2 separate regions of the Danio rerio genome follow, and region 2 is linked to region 1. The links are chromatin contacts, called in public HiChIP or PLAC-seq maps. All regions are on one chromosome and are shown on one strand. The core of a region is the stretch at or near the end of the contact, and the rest is flanking DNA. Distances in the headings are between cores, read along the strand shown. Region 1 holds the start of angptl1a (angiopoietin-like 1a). Region 2 holds the start of ralgps2 (Ral GEF with PH domain and SH3 binding motif 2).

Region 1 (4,167 bases), core at 570-3,069:
AGGATTCTGCAGGAGCGGAATGAGGATTCTGAGATTTGTCTCAGTAACTTCTGGCGTTACAACGTTGCACAGGCTGTTTCTGTCTGTGTGTTCATGCTTGAGGAAGATCCCAATGCTGCACATGGAGAACACATAGGTGACCATTACCTCCAAACAGGACTGATACCCAATAGTCTATTTAACATTGTGTCACAAAAGTTCTTAAGTCAGCATTTTGGAAAAGACCAATGAGAACTGACTGAATGGGCATTGGGATCAGATCAAGACTTACCTTTTTTGTCCCCCAAGCATTTTACTTATCTACAAGGATAACAGATCTGTACTCACTGTTGGTTTTCCACCACAGAAATATGTGATATTACAGGGCATGGGACAGCCATGACCTACTGATCAGAGATTTGTACTTGTGATCCAATGGTTGCAGGCTCAAGTCCTGGCACTTGCAGGAATTGTTGGTCGGGAGAGTTAATAACCAGAACTCTCTTCCACCCTAAATACCATAGCTGAGGTAAGACACTTGGGAAAGTCACCGAAACCCAGCAGTTCTCAATTCTGGTCCTTGGGCCCCCCCGCCCTTCACATTTTGTACGTCTCTCTTATTTCATACAAGGATCAGTTCATGGATGTCTCATGGATGTGATGATCTGAATCAGGTGTGTTAAGTAAGTGTGCAGACTGATGGACCAGATATCCGGAATTGAGAACCACCGCAGATACCCCAACTGTTTCCCAGGCATTCCCACCTCAAGATGTACGTTCATGTTGTTTTCCTTGTGTGTCTGATTCACTTTTGATGAAAATGTCCGTTTAATGTAAATGTACACCACAGACGCACAGCACAATTTCCCTGATGTCTTGACATTGAAACTACCCCAGGACCCTTCATTTAAAGAAGCCTTTCAAAACGTGTCATTGTTTTTCACTTAATTCCACATTAAACAAAGCCAAACAGGAGATCCACTGTCTTATCAGTATCATTCATAATACAGCATGTCAAGTAATTCTGTCACCATGTCCCTAGTCACTTACCATCAGCAGTAAGAGTGCCCTGTGGGGGTGGTGGGATTCCCAGTGGATCAGGCGTTGGGGTGTCCATTCGTGAACCCCGAGGAAATGCTCTGTTGTTGTTGTCTCTCTGAATCTCATTAGTGAATCGGTTGTTGTTGGCTGGAATGCTTTCAGGCACCACCTGCACCAGCGGTGGAACTGCTGGCAAGTCTTGACGTCCATATCCACGTAGACAGCGCTCCTCCAGGGCAGCGATGAGCACAGATTGGTTGTTTACTGTGCCTGCAAGGCCTGCAAAACGCAACTCCAACTCTTTGTAACGGGAGGCTAGTCGGAGCATCTCTGTGGTGACATTCAGCACACGGTTCTCCAGCTGCGCCAGTTCCAGGGAGTTGTCTCTCTTACGGATAATTTCATGAAGCAGCTGCATGTACAGCTGTGTCACTCGGGAATTCATGTTACGAGATTCTTTGCGCAGAAGTTTCATCTCATTTACCAAGTTCCCGTCCACGTCTGCCACTAGTTGCAGCATTTCAATCTCTCTTCGCTGCTTGGATAGGATCTCCCGCACATCAGAAATGTCCATACGTGTTACACGGTCTTTGTCTGGTTCAGGCCCAGTCGCAGATGCACAAATTGGACCTGTGATCTTCTGCTGGGGCATCAAGAAAGTGTAGGAACACTTCTTGGAGTCATCTGCTGGTGCTCGCCTTTGTCGAGAATGCAGAAGTTCAGTTCCTGAGTGGCTTTTGCCTAACAAGCTAATGCAGAGGTAGAGCATTGTGCCCATGCACCACGTTACACCTCTCATGATTACTTCTGTTATCACCTCACAGGGTTTTTGGCTGCCTTTTTTTTTTACTTGTTGCTTGTTTTACCAGTGGAACACTAGAAGAAAGGTAATCCAGTGCCACTTCTGTTAGGAAAAAAGAAATGCAGCCATCAGTCAACAATCATGCACATCATTCATTTATCATCAAAAGTGTCATTATGTTTGTGTTAACACATACTGCAGTAACATTTAACATTTATTTATATGCCTCTAGACACATACTTTGAGGTCTATACTCTTAGCCTTAAATGGAATTTTATTGTAGAGGTCATCTAGCTTGTTAATCTCATGGAATGAATTAACCACAACAAGAACCTCATGTTTTCTAAGCCCAAGGGGGAGTGACTCTATGATGAATTTACATTGCTGATCGTTTGGTTAATAGTAAAGGAAGACTGGGCATGTGCTGATGTGGACACCACAGCAGTCTTTTACGCAGCACCTTATGCGGCACAGTAGGAGCCCACAGGAGCTGTCATTAATTCAGACAAGCCCCTAGAGTATTTGTTCTTGTTTCCTTTAACGTTTTAATGGAATGCCGCCATGAAAAGTATGTGTATTAGCAGTTCAACATGCTGTACAACCTTTACCCCTTCTGTTCTCTCAGACACCCTGCTGTGCTATTCAGTCTTGTCTCAGACACTTAAATCAAACACACATTTGATCCTTCACATCCTTCACATCCTCCACTAACACATGCCCCCATCCAGATGCTTGATATCCTCTGCTTACAGCTCATCCCTCCTCTGATGTCATCACCATGGTATGCTATACACAACCCATCTTTAGTGTGGACTTTAACCGTTCAACCACCCTTGTACCTTCTGCTCAGTAACACATACATGTAATCCCCCACACCACTTTTCCAGGGTTCAGGGGATCAAAATTCCTCGTACACCCTGCTGTGTATCCCACCCTACAGGGTTCAGTTTTTAACAAACTCCCACTCTGAGAACCCCAGCATGTCTTCAGTATTTGGCATAGCAGCACTCTCCAGGAGCAGGTTTAGGCTCCTCTAATCCTAGTATTACCTTTCCCTTCATGCTGAGCTCTGCTTTTCATCAACACCTAGATGTGCTTGCTCCGGTCCCCCCTCCTTGTTTATACAGAGACACATTTCGCAGTCAGCATATTCACCACATGTGCCGTTGCAAGACCAAAGATATGTCTGCAGATCTTGTTCAGTTGTCTCTCCATGTCAGCTTTACTAGAACACTATATTGTCGCAGTAAAAAAATGTTGCTGACATTTTAATTTGGAAAGGGAGTTCAATAAAAATCCTACTATGACCTCATATGCTATAGATTATAAATTAGTGGTATCAAATCCTACTCCTTGCGAGCCAATGTCATGTAGAGTTTAACTACAGCAGGCTGTAAAGGAACACTCTTCTTTATGGAAATGAACTCACTTTAAATGTCTTCTATAGTTAAACAATAGAGCTTTATCTTTTTTGAATCCACTAATCCAATCTTTGGGTCTGACATAAACTCTTTTAGCTTAGCTTACCTAGAAACTTTGTTTAGCGTAGAAATTAGAAAATAGCAACTTAGTTTTTTGTCTGTCTTAGTACATGGTGTAACTACAGTAATGTCAAGTCTGAAGAACTTAATCCAGGTGTCTTTAAATAAATATGAAGCTAAAGTTTTGGACTTGCCAAAAAGGTATTTACCTTGCTCTGCTCATACCTGTATAGCTCAAATGGGTCAGGATCATAATTGGCTTGTTATTCTGCTCCCATCCACAGTTTCTTTCAATTTTAACCTGGTTTAATATAACATTGTATTTCTTTGCTTCAAGTCTCTACTGTATGATTCCAACTGGAAGTAGTCAATGACTTAACCTAAAAGGCTTTGGGGTGGGTTTAAAAATGACCGGCTCTTTCTTTTAAAGCAAAAAATGAAATGAAACATGCAGTCAAGCACAGACTAATCGGGCATGAACTAATTTTACACGGTGGAGCAATTTGAAACTGCAGGCAACAGACTTTGAGAAGCATGGTGTGTGGACTGAAGAGATTAGAATGTGAGAAGAGTGTGAGACAAGGCTTTAAAGAAAAAAGTCTGGGCTATAGCAAAGAAAGTGGGTCACATATATAATATCCTTTTTGGCTGATCTGCCGAACAAGACACCTGACTTCATGGGAAAAGAAGAACTTGTGCAATCCAAAAGCCTGCTGATTTGTCTCCATTTGTGTCTATCTCAATTTTCATCACTTTCCTTCAATCTCTTATTCAGGGACTTGATTCGCTCAATCTAATTACCCTTAACGATCAGCGCACACTAAGTCATCTGGATTCCCTTCTGTCATTTTTCGCAATCACACA
Region 2 (4,167 bases), core at 621-3,120, 160 kb before region 1:
CTATATTATGTCGTCAAACTGTTCACACTCATAGCAGTGACATATGGCTGTATATCGTCACTAAGACAACACACGCCTCCCACCAGTGCCGATCTACAGCCATATCACAATACTCATAAGATATTGCACATATATATGAAGTTAGTTAGCAAGATAAAGTAATGTTTTGTTTCATTGTAAATACCCAACAAACACACAACGTTGCTGCGATGTAACGACCTTCCTACAACGTTGTACCAACGTTGTAAAAAGGTTGAGGATCTGCGTTATTGGCGAAGGTTGTCACAACTGTGTCATAATGTTGCCATTTAAATGGCCGTTACTTTAGGTTGTGTTTAGGTGGCATGAACAACCACTTTACAACATTTACTGATCATCAGTGAATCAGTTTAAATTCCAACAGACCGTTCAACATCTCATTCAACAACGACAGAGTAGACGTGAGTATTGCTTTTCTTCTTCTTGCTAAATAAATCATCAGTGGTCATTTGTGTAGTCCGGTTGTGTCAAGCTCTGGTCTGTCCTCTTGTTCACTGCCTTGTGGCCTTTTGACTTGTGGCTGCTGTGGATCCATGGATCTCTGAACTGGATTCTCTGTTGGATTTCTTGCTGTGACTGCTTTCTCCGTACCAACAACTACACCTGGTCTTGGGCTGCGCTTCCCGGTCTGCTGTATTCTCCAGTCCAGAGCTTCAATGTAGTGTCTGCATTTTAATTAATTAATTAATTAATTACTTTATTTATTTATATTTTAATGATTTCTTTTTTACTTCTCTTGTTTGTTTACCTTCTTAATTTACATTTTAATTTAGCCTACCCTTTGAGTTTTATTATATATAGTTAATTATTTAATATAATCTAAACTTTATTTTATACTGTTTGCTTATTATTAGATGTGTACTTTATGCATTAAATGTTGTGAAATATATAATAAAAAAGTTTGATTATGTACATTTGTGTGACATTTTTACACTTCAAAGCTTACACGTGTAGGGAGTTAGTTTTTTTTTTCTTTATTATTCAATCAAAAGTATTTAGTTTTAAAGAAAAACTAACTCCATACACATGCAGTTGTTAAATTAAAAAGGAAAAAAAAAATAATTAAAAATATTTAATATTAAGCAATACTGGAACATTAATACTGCTTATCCTGTATTCTAGGCAGTATTGATAAACTGCCAGGAAAAAAGCATTAATACATGTAGTAAGAACGTCGTCTCACGGTTGCTGAATGTTACACGACAACGTTGCTACAGCCTTCTCACTTACATTTGTGTTACGTTGTGACATTGTAGCGAGCACGTAAAAAAATGCAACGTTGTACAGACATAACTACAACGAAGATGTGTTTGTTGGGTATTTCCCCAATATTAACAAATCCAAAACTAAACATTTTCCCAAAGTAAAGAGAAATCAGACAAACTATCTTGCAGGCAAAATCAAAACCATAGCCATTACAATAAACTGATGTTAAATCCATAAAGCAATAACAAACATATTCATTTATTAGAGGAAGTATCGAAAAAGCAATGCTTCTCCACCGCAAAACAAGGCAAAACAGAAGGGTAGGGCATATTTTGAAACAGTCAGATATTAACTCATATTAGCATCAAAACAATAGCAAATTATTTGTGTTAATAGGAATATTAAAGCGACAAAAAATGTATCTACCTCACCAGTTACTATATAACGCTTGTCTTTTCATTGACACGGCTGCAGGAGCCTGAAACCGCTCCCTCTTTCAGCTCTCCTCCAATAACACCCTAGCAGCATTAGATAGAGCCCTAGCCCCGCCCATCACACACTCTCCTCCAATAACATCGCAGCCGAATCAGACTGAGACCGTAGCCCCGCCCACTGTCGGATCAACGGACACACTCAACACATACACAATTACCGCTCCTGCCGGATCATTACAGGCGCGCAGCTGTTGTTGTTGTTTTGCATTGTTTATATTAGTTTGCTGGGAGCATCGCGTGGACCTTAGAGTAACGATCGCAGCATCTCTGCACCGGAGTGGAGCCCAGATCGCGAAGCGGTGAGTTTGACGCTGTTTTAGTTGCTTGTGATGCACTGAGCTGTTATGAGCGGGATGTTAGCAAACAGGCTACAGAAGCAGCACGCCTAGGATGCGATTAATAGCCGCTCCGACCGGCGACATGCTGTTAACGGACTAAAGATGCGCCCGTTTGGGAGGGAATCCGTGTGTATGTGCGTGTCAGGCGCTTGATGTGAGTTTTTGCCTGTATAGTGCTCGCTTTCTGTTGATAATGGGCTGCGCTTTTGCGGCTGGCGTGTTCGTGTGTGTGTAATAATCTGCGGGATTAAGTTTATTCTCGTGCTGGATGGAGGTGGATCACCGCAGGATAACGGTTGTTTGTCTGGAGGGGGTTTCACGTGCCCTCCACCTCGCTCCGAGTCGGGGTGTGTCACACACACTCCAGCCGAGGCTTATTTCACACCTTCACAAGCTGATTTCTTTCAAAATTGCTCAGATTTTATGACAGATATCATAGTTGCTAGCTACTAATTAATATGGAAGTCGTGTCGGCCATTACTGTCATGACAAGCAAAGACATTACAATTCTGACAGCGTTTGAAGGAGATTCCATATAGGTTAGCTGTTGTAGATATGTGTTTAACTGTGCTTAAACTGATCAATTTTAAGGAAGTATGTGGACAAAATTGGAAGGAGATAACACTAAAGGGTTAATTCACCCCAAAAGGAAACTAGTATTAATTAATCACCCTCTGAGCCCTTCATTTGTCTTCGCAAATCAAGTTAGGTTATTGAAGATGAAATCCGAGAGCTCTCTCATCCTCCATAGACAGCAACAGAATGGAGACGTTTAAAGCCTATAAAAGGTACTAAAACAATGTCAAAACATTCCACGTGTCTTCAGTGGTTTAAATGTTAGCATACGAAGCTCCAAGAACACTTTTATGCAGCAAATAACCTGTAATATTACTTGGTTTGTTTTTGTCCTCCTGTCAGTGACGGGTGCTATGGGCAGTACAACATATGGCCATTAAGGTGCGTGCTCAGCGTAGCGTTTTAGCGATGCAGAAAAGTAATTGCTGTTCTTTTCTTTTGTTGTCAGTAGAACCGCTGCATTTTTATAAGTCCAATTAAATTATAATAACGTTTTTTTTTTTTGGATGTTACAATCAGTATTGTTCGTTTTTAGGATATCAATAAACTAGTGTAATCTAAAATTGTGACAATTTGCGTTTAGAAGACCTAAAACTGATATAAACATGTAAAGCATTAACTCATACTACAGTTTCTCATCAAATCATAACTAATCAAATGCTCTCTAGTGTCTGACATGCCCCGCCCCTTTCAACATGGTTCTTGTGTGCTTTTGATTTGATGCACTTGAGCTCAATCACCCTCACTGGCAGAGCTGTGACAAAACAAAACGCTATTGGCTATTCTTTTAAAAAGGGGTGGAACTACACGATGTCCCACCCTCTCTTTGTGTTTCAGTTGAGATTACGTAAAAAAACGAATAAAAAATTCTATTTCAAAACACTTCACGGGACGTTTAAAATGCTGTGTTGAGCGTTAATTTCACACTGAGCGCTCCCCATTTTTTAAAAGTTTTGATGACAGGTGAGCGTTTCAAAACAGTGCTCGCTTTTCTGTGGTGCAATACAACACGCACAACCTTCCTTCAGACTCATGAACATCTTAGCGGCCGATCACACCAAACGCGCATTTATGTTCCAAAAATGCGATGCAACGACTGTATGCTGTTGATGTTAATACGTTTTTTTTTTTAATTATATAGTGAACTACAAGTCTCTTCTCCAACTTCAAAAGTCTCAGTTGTTGTCTTGACAACACAAACACTGCAGGCACCTCAACAGAAACCCTTCAGCAGGAGGCGACACTCTAGTGCAATTTAGGAAACAGCCACTAGATGGCGTGGGGGTCATTTTGGAATGAAAACTCCAATAGAACAACAGCATATTATATATCGGTACAATAAACTATTAAAAGTGCTGATGATTGTGATAGTAAGTGTTGTATTGTCGTCTGTCAGGTTGTATCTCAGCTTTAATGCACTTTTAAAATAAGTAAATAAAAAAACAAAGCAGCTGCTTGCCATCGCAGCAGCAATAAGATCCAATGGACGGCCGATCGCTTTCACTCCAAAATGG

Evidence for each region. HiChIP or PLAC-seq counts read pairs in DNA pulled down with a chosen protein or histone mark.
Region 2: a contact with region 1 is called in an H3K4me3 HiChIP or PLAC-seq map of gastrula embryo, with 4 times the contacts expected there. The contact joins the promoter of ralgps2 here to the promoter of angptl1a in region 1. A contact is called at or near these places in 2 of 4 datasets of contacts at active chromatin or transcription factors (embryo and gastrula embryo).

The regions. Positions count from the first base shown.
Region 1 is chr20:17,214,201-17,218,367 of GRCz12tu, reverse strand. angptl1a (angiopoietin-like 1a) reads right to left here and starts at 1,819. Exons shown (of 4, transcript NM_001014820.1): 1 at 1,030-1,819. The coding sequence starts at 1,819. The region is part of intron 9 of ralgps2 (Ral GEF with PH domain and SH3 binding motif 2); the gene reads left to right.
Region 2 is chr20:17,375,660-17,379,826 of GRCz12tu, reverse strand. ralgps2 (Ral GEF with PH domain and SH3 binding motif 2) reads left to right here and starts at 1,870. Exons shown (of 21, transcript NM_200474.2): 1 at 1,870-2,038.